Linked DNA regions of Mus musculus: all the other regions are linked to region 2. Evidence: chromatin contacts called from public HiChIP or PLAC-seq data. All regions are on one chromosome and are shown on one strand. Each heading gives the region's core, a stretch centred on a gene start, on an enhancer-like site or on the middle of the called end of the contact. The rest is flanking DNA. Distances are from core to core; before and after follow the strand shown. Region 1 overlaps Tshr (thyroid stimulating hormone receptor). Region 2 overlaps Sel1l (sel-1 suppressor of lin-12-like (C. elegans)). Region 3 overlaps Tshr (thyroid stimulating hormone receptor).

Region 1 (4,320 bases), core at 1,470-3,969, 390 kb before region 2:
AGACCGTTTAATACAGTTTCTCGTGTTGTGGTGACCACCAACCATAAAATTATTTTCCTTGCTACTTCATAACTATAACTTTGCAACTGTTACAGATCATAAAGTGTTTTCTGATGGTCTTAGGCTACCCTTGTGAAGGGGTCATTTGAATCCCAAAAGGGTCACTACACACAGGCTGAGAAACACTATTCTACAAAGAAATAGATAGAGAGATAGTTAGATAGATATATAGATAGATAGATAGATAGATAGATAGATTCTCACTTCTCAATAAAATACAAACAAGTCCATCCTTTTATCTTTCCAGTAGTTTAAAAATAGTTTTACTGACCTTTTTTTTTTTTGACAATTCCATAATGCATATAGCACACACTGCTTACTGTAACCCCTGCATCTCTCTGCCACCTCCTAATCCATCTTTTTAGCCTGTAACTCTCTACCCTCTTATGCAACTCACACTCTTAGTGAAAGTTACTCACCAGTGCACACTCAAGAGAGGGGGAGCATTCCCCTTCCCCAGGCAAGAAGCTTTCCCTACTCAGAGAGCAGACTTGAGAACTCGTGTAACACTTCAAGACACCCTGAATATTTTTCTTAAAAAAAAAAAAAATCACAGTCCAGACGTTCAATAACCAGGTCTGGGTCCATTTAGAAAGAGGAAGAAAAGAAACAAATTTTGTCGGTGGAGAACAAAACTTGAAGATAATTAATAGTGACAGATGAAGAGATTATGCTTCATTTTATCGTTAACACTGCCACTCTTCCCGGATTTTATTGCAGATCCTAGCGAGGAGAGGGGAAAAGAAAAGTCTAGGGATTAAGGATAAACTTTAGCGTGAGGGGGGCATTAAAAAGCCAAGTTTAGAGCAGAGCAAGGGCAACTAAAGGATAATGTGACTGCCAGAGGGCGTGTTAGCCAATGATGACAAATGAGCTCACAAAGGTTCGTTTGACAGTCTGCAAACTGACAGGAGTGCCTGTAGACAGGTAGCAGATGGCACATGGTATGGGACCTGCTCTAAGTGAACTGACACCAAGAAGACCGCAAGGCTACATCCCACAGCGACAGCATGGTTACAGCCCACAGCTCTAACTTGTGACCCAGTCCACAAGTCCGTAAGGGCACAATATGTCAACATGTGGAATCCTGGGACTTGGGGGGAAATAAATGTGGGACCATAACAAAATAGCACAATAGCCTAAGAGCCAAATTCATGTTCTGGTGTCAAAGCACGTTCATGGAGTGTTTTTATAATAACGGAGAGGAGGGAAAGGTCATGAAACAAGGCGCTTTTCAGATAACCTTTGTGGAAACCGAAGTGGCTACAGCAAAGTGGAAAAATCCTATGAGCTTTCCGTGTTGGCTGATGACTCGTAGTTTCTTGGTTGGCAGAACCTATGGTTTTGTTAATGTATCCCAAAAGGTTTGTATCTACTGGTTACAGGATGCTAGGGTCTGCCCAGTAGGCAAGGAATGGCTATTTAGTGGGTGTGGTGGTTGGAATGAGAATGTCCGTCACAGGCTCTGATATTTGAATACTTGGCCCCTCGGTGGTGGAACTGTTTGAGGAGGGGTAGAAAGTATGGCTTTCCTGGAAGACGTCTATCAGTGGGAACATGGTGTGAGGCTTCCAAGCCATGAGCCATTTTCGGTTCTTTCCCCTGCTTGCTCCTTATGATGGGAGCTCTCATTGGAATGCCCCAGCTGCCAGGCTTGCCTGCAGCTGAACCTCCCCCACGGTAATGGCGACAGACTCTTCTTACTCCTCTGGAACCATACCCCCAGATAAACCTTACCTTCTACAGGTTGCCTTGATTATGCTGTCTTATCACAGTAACAGAAAAGTAACTGTTACAGGGGCTAAGGCTATCCCTACATAAATTGCAATTAGGCTGCACTATTCACAACTCGCCACAGACACTGGGGTGAGAACCAGTTCACCCACCTCGCAAACATTTCCAACCTGAAGGTGCAGCCTCATTCACTCTGGGAGCTGCTGCTCTGCCTTCTCTCTGCTCTCCAAAGGATGTCATCGCATCCATACCACACAGCCAGATAACTGGGACCCTTCTCGCTCGGGCTAAGCAGTCTATATATAAATCAGACATTATCCATTTCCATTTCCCTGTGTAGGATGTTCTGCAGAGAAAGTAACATGATTTCCTGGAATGTCTATGTGCTTTGTGCAAGTCTTAAAAGGAAACGATCCCAAAACTCAGTTCCTTGTTGGTTCTGCTTGATTTGATCTAAATTCTTTATTTAAAAAATAGAGAATTCTATTCTAGTCTATTCTCCTTTAATATCCATCAGTTAAAAAAAAAATACTTTTTGTGCCCTTATAAATAACCTACATTCTATGCAAGAAGTTATAGTGTTCTGTTAAAAGGATCGAATTAAATAAAGACATCAGCAGAAATTGAATCAACAATTCTTGTTCCTGTCTGTGAAATGTCAATTAAATCCCAAGGCCCCAACAACAAACCCAGAAGCCTTATTTGAGCATTCTGATAGCCTTTGCTTTACCAATAAGCCACCTCTTTCCTCTGAGATTTGAATCACTTTTAAATGAATTATTGGGCTACATGATGACCTAGACTCCCAGGATTTATCACTGTTAATTTTCTACCTCTCTCTGACCATATCTTGTTAATTTGGAGAGCATCCCGCAGAGCTTTGCTCTGCCAAATGAAGCCTTCAACTAACCAGCAGAGGGAGCCCCAGAAGACGCCTCAGCTCCCCCAGTGTCTTCCTGGGTGCACCAGGAAGTCTCTGTGAATTCAGGTCTGCTCTCTGCAGGAAGAAGTGCTGTTCAAGTTGGAGGTAGAAAAGACCGATCTTTTAGATGGTGGTTTATTGACTTATTTAGTGCTTTGCTTAAGGCACTCTTTGTGCTGCCTATTCGCCAAGCGTGATTTCAGATAACTGGAGCTGAATGACCCAGAGAAAGAGCAGAAACAATGGACAGTCTGCTGACCTAACCATGCTTGCTTGCCTGCCCCACCTTGTGGTTTTTATACATTAAGAATACACAGTAGACACAGGCTCAAGGCCTTCATGAGCTTTGCTGGCTTCGGTCCACCGATGACGGCTCCTCTCCTCCGCTCTCACTGTTTGTTGTCCGGGTGCTCATCCAGAAAGAGCCCCACAAGAGACTTACTGGGGAAAGCCTGGGTTCTGTCTGCACACCAGTAGGAAACTAGTCTCTCGCCTAAGATCTTTTGAGAACGGAAAGTCTCTTTCGTACAAATTTCTCTTAACAGCTCAGTGGCTCTTGTTTTTCGAAACCCTAAATAAATTGATTCTATGGATCCATGGATGGTTAATGAGATGGGGAGAAAAAGAAAATAAGCTCTCTCCAAAACTGTTTAAGACAACACTGGTTTGTGGAGTGTCGAATTATTAAATTACCCAGTTTGTTTCTTCCACTGTAAAGATGCAGTAGTGATAGTAATCCTGGCTCCTGCCTCAGTCACTAATCTCTCTCCCCCCATCCCCTCCCCCTCCCCCTCTCCTTCCCCTTCCCCTGTCTTTCTTGCTCACTTGCTCCCTGGCTTGCTCTTGCTTTCTTACTCTCTCTGTGCATTTGTGTGTGTGTGTATGCATGTGTGTTTTTATGTGTGCATGCTTCTGTGTGGGTGTCTTTTGTGTCTGTGTGTGTATGTGTCTGTGTCCGTGTATGTATGTGTGAGTATATGTATGTATGTGTATTATGTACATGTGTGTATGTATGTGTGTCTGTGTGTGTATGTATGTGTATGTGTGTTTATGTGTGTGGTGTAGTTAATCCTCACATCAGCCCTTACTGGTAGGTTTCATTGTTCCCACCTACAGAGGAAGAAATAGAGGGCTTGGTGAAGAATTCAATCAAGGACACAAGCTAGAGAGAACTTTCTGACTCAAAAGCCGGTTCTCACCGGTTAAGAAAAATAACCCCATCTTGTAGGTATTTTGAACTGTACATGTCATTTAACCGTTACTGTCCCCACTTCCAAAGGTCCTGTGAGGTAAGCACGAATAGTAACTTCCCCTTCTCCCAACTCCTTTTTACCTCTTTAGCTCCTAATTTTAAAAGTTAGCTTGGGACTGAAAAGATCGCTTAGTGTTTAGGGGCATTCGCTGCTCTTGCTGAGGGCCTAGGTGCAGTTTCTGGAACCCACACGTGGTTTACAGCCATCTGGAACCGATACCTTCTTCTCACCTCTGAGGTCATCAGACATGCACAGAGTACGCAGACACACATGCAGGTAAACACTCCTACACATAGCATTTTTTTAAAAATCCTTTTATTAAAGATGAGAGAAACTAAAGCTCACAACATC
Region 2 (4,198 bases), core at 1,451-3,950:
CAATTAGTTCATGGGAATCTGACTGACAGATATTAAAAATGAAAGACAGATTCAAATTTCCCCAGATGAATGCATTCTAGAATTTCATTTCTGTACTTCACTAAGAGTTAGCTAAAATGTTCAATCTTCAGGTCAAGAGCAAAGTCTGCACATGAAGGCCTTTGAATGTGGCACACGCCCAGACAGATAACCAGAGAGGGGGTCTTTATTTCACAAGTTTCCAGATACAGTACAAAATGAATCTGTACATCTCTCTATTAACAGGATTTGTTTACACAATTATAATACACGTCACCAGCCGTTATACTGCATTCCATTAAATACAAAATAAATTTACAAAAAGTCTAGTATGGTGTTCCTTCATGACGTCAGCTTATGCTCTTTAAGCATGTCCCTCAACATCTCTAGTGGTCATACTTTGATCATATCAACGTTGTTTCTTAAATAAAAGAGAAATAGTGTCAGATCGTTCACCAATAAATAGTAAACAAAGAACATCTGGATGGCTCCCTGCTCATAACCAAAGGGCCCTTCATATGCATACAAAATCGGCTTTCTGATGTGTAAACAGGCTCTTTAACATAGAAATCATTGGTATATGGGGTTATTTCAAATTTTCTTCAAGTCCCTAGTGGGTGAAGACACTTAGCTTCTTTTTCAAAGAAAAATACCCACTTAAAAACCTGACAATACAGCATCCAGAAATAGTTTCTCTCGTATCTGAGGCAATAACTGATGAAAATAGTTTTTTTTTTTTTTTTTTTGCATAAAATAGTTTTCCTTTGTTCCGGTTACTTCTTGCGTATCTTCTTGCGTGTTTTGCAGATGTGGTTGGTCACTGGTTGCAAATGCCACACACACAAGGGGTTGAGGTCTGCATGTGGAGGCTGCCATGGCTGCTCCTAAGCACCAGAGAGCAAACCTGGGGAGCAGAGGAGAGAGAGAAAACCCAACCAAGCAGCCAGACGAAACCAAATTCTGTGTAGAGAACCCCCAGCCACCCGCTCCTCACCAGACCCCTGGAGCAGGGTTCTAACGCTTCTCCAAGGTAGAGATGGTGAGTGGTAATATGTTCAGAAGTTAATCTATCTATCTATATATATCTTCAGAAGAACTACAAGCCTTCAGGAGTACCAAGATTTAGGACTTGTACTTTTACATTAATCTAGTTTAGGTATTAATAAATTTGGGGGAAAATAAAGCCCCTGTCAGACCTTTTTCTGTATTATCGGCTAGTAACTAAGAAAACCCAGAAATCAGAAACAAAAACTTCAAAAACAAAAACTCCACTTTTGTACACCGCCACAGAAGTAAAATTTGTGTTCTCTAGACTCTGATGTAGCTGGTTGCCCAACGGGGCGGGGCGCAGGAGAACAGAGGCTCGTCAGAGAGCCTTGGTAGGCCGCAAGACAGACCTGCGAGACAGACCACGAAAGGCAGCAGTAGGGATGGGCTACAGGGAGGAAGGAAGCCACGCTCTAGCTGGTAAATCTAAATCCTAATGCTAAAACTCCCGAATCCTGGAGTTGGCTTAATGTCACTGACATCAACTAGCTTTATTGCCACTTTATTCAAATGGATGCCATTAGTAAGTACTGTGCATTATTTTTAAGAGAACCACCGAACCCAGTGCCTATTTGCTTCGGTCCCACGTCCCACAGACTCTAGGTAAGAGAACAGAGCAAAGCGCTTGAGATCATCTAGGAAAGCAGCAGCGAGAACTGAGTTCTCGCAGTAGACGCCGCAGGCTGGAAACAGAGGGTAAAAGTCTCGGGAAGGGCATCTGCTGTAGTGACCGTTCGTAAAAGGACAGCAAGGGGCAAGTCTGCTACATGAAGAACAAACCTAGACTGTCCCGTCCAGCCTTAGGTAGTGTATGCTATTTTAAGAGATATTTTCTTCAAGTACTTTCTGTGGGAAGTAAAGATGGAGGCAAAACTGCTGCCATCCAAGGAGGCCTGAGGTGGATGGCACAGGAAAACCACAGAAGCCAGTGGCATCTTAGAGTTTCCCATCTTTTTATTTATTTATTTGTAGAGACTGGGTCTTGTTGTATTGCCTAAGCTGGTCTTAACCCCCCAGCCTACTGTGAGTGACAGGAGACTGCAGCTACACACCACTGTGCCCAGTTCCTGTGAATCATGTAAAACCTGCCTTCTAAAGGAAGAGAGACGGCAGAGACGGGCCGGGCCGTAGCGTATTTCCTTTCCTGGGCTGAGGGAGGGGCTGGGAGAGGAGGCAGGGCTAAGGACCCTGTTTACTGCACCGCTCACAATCTAGTCTTTCAGCACAGGACACCAAATGAGCCTTACTATTTACAAGCCCAAAGCAACATTACATTTTTGAGAGGAATGCTGGCTGCCTCTCAAAGATCTGCCTCTCTGTGGCCATGTCTTCAAATTTGGAGGCAAATATCTTCGAGGAAAATTTTTGCTTCCTGGGTTTCCCATAATACTGTGAGCACACACAAATGTACACAACTTCACACTTAAAGCCTTCATGTTCAATACAGATGAACTACATTGAATTCTCATGACAATCCCAACATTCAAACTCAAAGCTTTCCAAACTCCACAAGTGATAAAGTCGTTTCATTGCAGACAAGGATTACAGAAAACAATGGAAAGGCGATAATGAACAGGGGCGTGAGCTCCCATGGGGTGCTGGCTACCCAACGCTACCATCCACAGATCTGATTACACAGACCACAAATTCAGCTTGGGCTTTGGGGTGATTATGTGAAGCTCTCAGTCGTTGTTTTCGCCTCTTACTGAAGCAGGCAATGCTGGGTGTAACTGCTTTAATTTCCTAATGTTTACAACAGAAGGGCGATAACACAACAGCTACTCAGTGGCTGACTTTCTACAGCCACATCAAACCGTCAGAAATAAAAAGCTCCCGCAGCATACACAACGGTGCACCCAGGCCTTTGGTTTTGCCATGCATTGGGTCTAACCCATCCTCCATTGTCTGAGTATTTTAGTATTTTAGTATTACAAAGGAAGTCACCACCTGCCAATCTTGACAATAGCATTTCATATTTGAAGACTTTGGGAGGGTTGTCTGTTCTCTGTGCCATAAGAAATGTGAAGTAAAATGAGATCCGGGAAGCAACGAATCTACCCGAGGGAGGGCATGTCCCAGGTCCCACCTCAAGTTGGTTAAGGCTGTTTTCTGATTTCTCCATTTAGATCATCCTCTGGCGTCTGGACTAGGGCTCTGTATATGCAACTCACATGAGTAGCTGGGGCAAAGTCCTCTGTGGGAGCACGGAGTCAGCTGACTGAGTTTGACTTCTACTCCATGGCAGGGATGTGACATCACGAAGAAGTCTTTAGCAAAGCCTTTCAGTCTTTGAGGAAGAGAAGTTTGCTAGGAAGTGTCAGAGTCACAGTACAGGAATCCGATCAATAATCCCTTTTAAAATAAGAGTGCCGAACATATGACCTGGCATGTAGACTGGTAAAATTTCCCAGTTACTGCATTTCCCAAACACCCTGAAGACGTCCTGCTTGGCTTGTTTTGCTTTTGACTTAATGGCAAGTTCTAGTCTCAGACTTAAGCATGTTTTTAGGGTTAAACTTGCAACTAACTGGGTTTCCCCAGGTTGTCAATGCTCAGGACCTTAGAAGACAGGTAAGAAGTTATGCACATCAACAGGATGACGAAAGGTCTCTCAGGAAAGACAGGGTACAGTAGACATGACTCGAGTGTCTTGTGTATGTTTGCAGAACGAAGAAAGAAAAAGGAAAGAGGAAAGCCACTGAGAGTTGTCATTCCGTATGGCACTGAAACAAACATTCACTGCAGCTCTGCCGAGAGCCGCGCATCCCTGAAAAGGAAGGCAGCAGGTTCTAAGCAGCTTCTGGGATTCAACACGCCTCACGCCTCTTCCAGGCGGTGCCACCATCCAGAGCCCTACATCAAATGCAAGCGTTCTCAGCAAGCAGCTCCCCAGTGGTCACCGACCAAGGTGAGTGTGTGGCTGCTACTGTGGTGGCTGCTGCTCTGGTGGTCCTTCCTGCTGGGGAGGAGCCGGCCGTGGCCCTGGGGGCCTGGGAACTGGTATGTCCTGGTGCTGTCGCTGCCTGTAAGCTATGACTGTACCCAAGAGCAGTGCAATGATGGTCATGAGGTAAAGGTCCCACTCGGGTCCCAAAAGCTGGTCCATATCCAGTTGTGTGAATAGATCTCGAAT
Region 3 (4,518 bases), core at 388-2,887, 310 kb before region 2:
AAGTTATAACAAGCCTGGAGGCTAGTGAAACCAGAACTTTGGTTCAGTGAGGTGGGCAGAATGAATGAACGTCATCTCTGAGATTCAGTAGGGAGCGTGGGACAAAGGCTGTGAGAGGAACATAGGGAAGTAAGTTGTCAGCCTTTGGCATGACTCTTGCTCCACTTTCATCCATGACAAATTCTGTAAGGTCCTCAAACAATAAGCCGATCCTATAAAATGTGTTCTGAGATTGTGTTTGGATCAAGACAATTTACATATTGTTGCTTAGTCACAAAGGACAAATGGCTGGGAAACCTGAGAAACCAAAGGCTGTTTGTTTATAGAATAAATACTTCCAAACAGACAGCACAGGGGCACGAGAATAGTCACACACAACCGTGCCAAAAAGGATACCCAGAATCTAACAATTATGGCTCCTCTTATGAAGAATATCATTCAGATATAATCGCCAGGGAAGCTTTTGAAAAATATAAGTACTTGGCCCTCATAACCGTGAATCAGTGATCCTAGGATGGGTCTTGAACATGTATGTGTCCAGGTTGTTCAATTCTATGTTCAGGGCTCATTTATTTTCCCAGATAGCATAGTCGTGCCTCGCAGGAGGCGGGTCATTGAATCTGTGTGTATTGTTCTCATTATAAGAAAGACTCTGATAAAACCATCTGAAAGAAGATCAGTTACATACAGATTCACAACTGCTCCTGTAAAGAGGCGTCTCTGTTCTTCCCTCTTTCAGTACCTAAAACTTTTATTTGCATGATATTTTGCTTAATGATTTCAAGACAAATCCTGACTTTTCTGTTTCATTCAAAATCAAGAAGGCGGGTCTTAAGAGAGAACTGGGTCTGCATGGTTTAAATGTACTAGTGATTAACTCTGGGTTACCAATAATGCATTGTGTCACATTAAAGAAAGAAACAAAAGCATGCCCCCTTGAAGCCATGTAACTAAGACTCTAAATTTGAAGTGTCTACTTTGTTCTCCTGTGGTTTCTGTCCTCTGTCTGTTGTATGAGTCTTAATCTGTGATCTGTGTCTCCCTGAGGACTGTCTGCATTATCTGGTGAATCTGTCTCTGTCCCTGTTCCTGCCCCTGTCCCTCCTGTCCCTCCTGTTCCCTGTTCCTGGCCCCCACCGCCCCACCCCTGTCTACCCTGCCCTCTGTCCCCTGTCTTGTCCCTGTGCCAGTCCTCATGTCCCCTTCCCCCGATCCCACCTGCCCCTTTCCCTATTCCTGCTCCCCTGTCCCTGTGCACCCCCCCCCCGCTTTCTCTCCTCTGTGTGTGTGTGTGTGTGTGTGTGTGTGTGTGTGTGTATCTCAATTGTGTGTCTGTTCCTCACAAAAGGCTTCACCCTGTCTTTATTAAAAGCACAGAAAGCATCACATGAGAAGGAAAGGGAGACTTTACAAAAATCTCTAACAGAGTTTTACAGGAATTATGTCCGTGGCTGCAACAGATCCCAACAGACCCAGATAACAAGCGTTGCTTATCAAACAATACTTATAAACAGACGCTTTCAACCTTTATGGTAGATTTTAGAAAACGGCCTTTAACTTCTGTATTTGCTGCTCTCCACAAATGATACGCATGCGTTGTTAAGGGACGGGGGCAGGGAAGACTACATAATTGAAGGTTGCAGCTAAGCATTAGCGTAGGTTGTGAAAGCTGATTACATGGGAATTCCAAGGCAAGTGAGGTTGGCTGTTACATTGTCCTCTTAAAAGCAGGTAAAACAAACAGGCTGAGTGCACAGAAGGCTAGCAGTCTTAAGTGACTTTGTGAAGTCCTGCAAAAGGCCCAGTGTCTCAGAATGTAACAGATAGTTTCAGAATATTTCATCATCACGACAGCCAACACCCTCTGGAATGCCCTGCTACAGAAACGTGATTTTTCTCTTCAACACTTTGGAAATTACATCTTATTCCCATGCTTCCTGCCCTCCTTTAAAAATGCTTCTTATTCACGCTAATGTTCTTTTCTGATGCATTCTGGCTTTGCTATTTTGAGTAATACATCTATTCATCTATTCATTTGTATATTCGCTGAGCATGGATTTCCTGAGTCGGCTTAATGCAAAAAACTGTACAAGCCATGCATAATTCAATGGTCCAAAGCAGAAACAACACTCCACAACAGACGACTTATGGTCTAATGACATGGTGTAAATCAAATGCAAACCAATTAGTTAGAAAGGTGCACCATGATTATCCATAAAAGGAACACTCGTGGTGCTTTGAAGTTGTACTGTGGGAATTTTAACCTTTTCAGGAAGCTGTAGAGGAATAAAACAAAGTATTGGGGAATTTTAGGCATACTGGGATCCTAAAAAAATTATATAGTTAGGTGGTTTGTGTATGGCCTATTATTTGAAAAGGCCCCAATAAAGAAGCTATACAAAAAGCAGTCTGTTTTAAAGCCATGAGTGGTGGCACACATATAAATCCCAGAACTCTGGAAATGGAAATAGATGGATATTTGGAGATAGCTGGCCAGGCAGCCTAGTCTACTTAGTTATCCCAGGCTAATGATAGACTTTTTCTGTAAAATCAATGTGAATGGCATCTGAGTTATGACAGTCAAGGTTTCTTCTAACCTACACACACTACACACACATACACCACACACTCACCTGCATACACATGAGCATAGACATGCATGTACATAAGAAGTAGTATGCTTTTATCCCAGATACTTACACACCAATGCTAACTGTAGCACTTTGCACACCACTGAAATTATGAAGCCAATCTAGGTGTCCATCAACAGGAATGGATAAGAAAATATGGTTTATAGACACAGTGGAATTTTATTTTAGCCATAAAAAAAATGTAATGTTAACGCAACTGCAGATCATTGTACTAACTGACTTAAGGCAACCTCAGAGAGACATATACTGTAAGTATTCTCTCACATGTGAGTTCTAGCCTTTATGGATCTATAAAGTCAAGTCATATGAACACAGATTGCCTGAGAATAGAAGCAATGCTGTTGAGGTGAACAGAGAGGAATGATGGGAAATGGGTGGACCAGGAGAAGAGGGAACAAGGGAATGTGGGTGGGGGGCTGGGAGGGGGAGATGCTTAAAGCACATTACATCATGGCATTATCATAAACCAATATGGTGAAATAAAAGGGAGCTTTGGGAGTTCATTGCTAACTTTCTACTTTGTCTTATCTTTTATAATGTTCAGCTATTTATCTATAGATGCAACTCTGCAGCGGCTGGAACCACATTCTTTCTACAATTTGAGTAAAATGACTCACATGTAAGTATAAGAAAAAGTACAAAATAGACCCAAATGACAGCCTCCATTTAAAATATTTTTTACATTACTTTTCTGTGGTGTGGGATGTGCCACAATATGTATGTGTAGGTCAGAAGACAACGTGTGGAAGTCTATTCTTTCTTTTCACCCCGTGGGCTTGGGGACTGAACTTGGGTCAACAGATGCCCTCAGAGTCTGAGCCATCACACCAGACCCATAAAGACATTTTTTAAGGATTTGTCAGGGTTAGACTCAAAGTAAAAGAACTATTAAAAGGAATGTTTGGAAACAAAAAGATTGCCCCCACCCCAATTTGGCCATACATTCTGTACAGAAAAAAATTAACGGCAGCAGAGGAGGTAAATGTGAAGGTAGATATAAAGAAATTTGGACTATATAAAACAAAAACTGTAGGATTTAAAGTACAGGCAACCCAGGTCCTGCACAATAGCCTGGCATCTTAAAAACATACAGACTGAATCTGGGTAAAAACAAAACAAAATAAAGCAAACAAACAATCAAAAAACACTATTCAACTATCAATAAGAAAAGTTTGAATACTTTGTGACATTTAAAATCATTGTCAAAATATTACATTTTTCTCTCACTGTTCTAAACATATAAAGAAAGACGAGATACTAAATCTAATGTTGTTTGAATGCATGATTTTAAGCATCAAAATATTTAGAATGACAGTCTATTTTAGGTTTATAAAGCCATACTAAGAAGTTCAAACCGCAATCACCCATTTTTGGCTTTGTTGTATGAGTTATTGGAAAGCATCTTTCCAGTGTCTTGGCAAATTCTAGGCCTGGATGCTGGTGTTCAACCCTCTTTCTTATGATGCAATAAACAATCTGCAAGAATTTCTTCTGTTCTTGAGGAGACTGGGGCAGGTTGGGAGGTTTTTGATGATTGTTCTGGTTTGGTTTGGTTTGGTTTGGTTTGGTTTGGTTTGGTTTGGTTTGGTTTGGTTTAGGATTCTGAGACCAAGTCTCATCCTATAGCTCAAACAAGCTCACAGCAATCCTCCTGCCTCATTCTCTTTAATGTTGAGAGTACAGGCATAAGACACCCATGCCTTGTTTTGAGGTAGAAAGGGAGGTTGAAATAGGGTCTCACTGTGTAATCCAAGTTGGTCAAGAATTTACTCTGCACTACAGGCTGGCCTTGAACATGTGCTTTCTGTGCTGGGGTTACAGCCACACACCACCAAGACAACTAAGCCCTGCACCTTCATCTTTGTCC

Evidence for each region. HiChIP or PLAC-seq counts read pairs in DNA pulled down with a chosen protein or histone mark.
Region 1: a contact with region 2 is called in an H3K27ac HiChIP or PLAC-seq map of extraembryonic endoderm stem cells. The contact joins two enhancer-like sites. A contact is called at or near these places in 13 of 39 promoter capture datasets (the C10 cell line, the HPC-7 cell line, cranial neural crest and 8 more), 3 of 15 datasets of contacts at CTCF or cohesin (large pre-B cells, pro-B cells and stem cell-derived epiblast-like cells), 46 of 484 Hi-C or Micro-C datasets (3T3-L1-derived adipocytes, the AML12 cell line, B cells and 28 more), 5 of 115 datasets of contacts at active chromatin or transcription factors (embryonic basal ganglia, extraembryonic endoderm stem cells, fibro-adipogenic progenitors and 2 more) and 1 of 9 other capture datasets (liver).
Region 3: a contact with region 2 is called in an H3K27ac HiChIP or PLAC-seq map of extraembryonic endoderm stem cells, with 2.0 times the contacts expected there. The contact joins two enhancer-like sites. A contact is called at or near these places in 8 of 39 promoter capture datasets (the 3T3-L1 cell line, 3T3-L1-derived adipocytes, the C10 cell line and 5 more), 1 of 484 Hi-C or Micro-C datasets (reprogramming fibroblasts) and 1 of 115 datasets of contacts at active chromatin or transcription factors (extraembryonic endoderm stem cells).

What each region holds. Positions count from the first base shown.
Region 1 is chr12:91,420,597-91,424,916 of GRCm38.p6, forward strand. All of the region lies in intron 1 of Tshr (thyroid stimulating hormone receptor), which reads left to right. Among named protein-coding and RNA genes, the nearest start is that of Tshr, 22 kb to the left of the region's middle. Within about 2 kb of position 2,720, at least 18 of the 459 cell types and tissues checked have an H3K27ac peak or open chromatin away from gene starts, as enhancers often do. A contact at or near this core is called in extraembryonic endoderm stem cells, where this site is marked.
Region 2 is chr12:91,805,856-91,810,053 of GRCm38.p6, forward strand. Sel1l (sel-1 suppressor of lin-12-like (C. elegans)) reads right to left here. Exons shown (of 21, transcript NM_001039089.1): 21 at 188-4,198. The coding sequence ends at 3,989. Among named protein-coding and RNA genes, the nearest start is that of Ston2, 22 kb to the left of the region's middle. Within about 2 kb of position 2,701, at least 5 of the 459 cell types and tissues checked have an H3K27ac peak or open chromatin away from gene starts, as enhancers often do. A contact at or near this core is called in extraembryonic endoderm stem cells, where this site is marked.
Region 3 is chr12:91,494,529-91,499,046 of GRCm38.p6, forward strand. Tshr (thyroid stimulating hormone receptor) reads left to right here. Exons shown (of 10, transcript NM_011648.5): 3 at 3,196-3,270. Among named protein-coding and RNA genes, the nearest start is that of Gm40541, 40 kb to the right of the region's middle. Within about 2 kb of position 1,638, at least 14 of the 459 cell types and tissues checked have an H3K27ac peak or open chromatin away from gene starts, as enhancers often do. A contact at or near this core is called in extraembryonic endoderm stem cells, where this site is marked.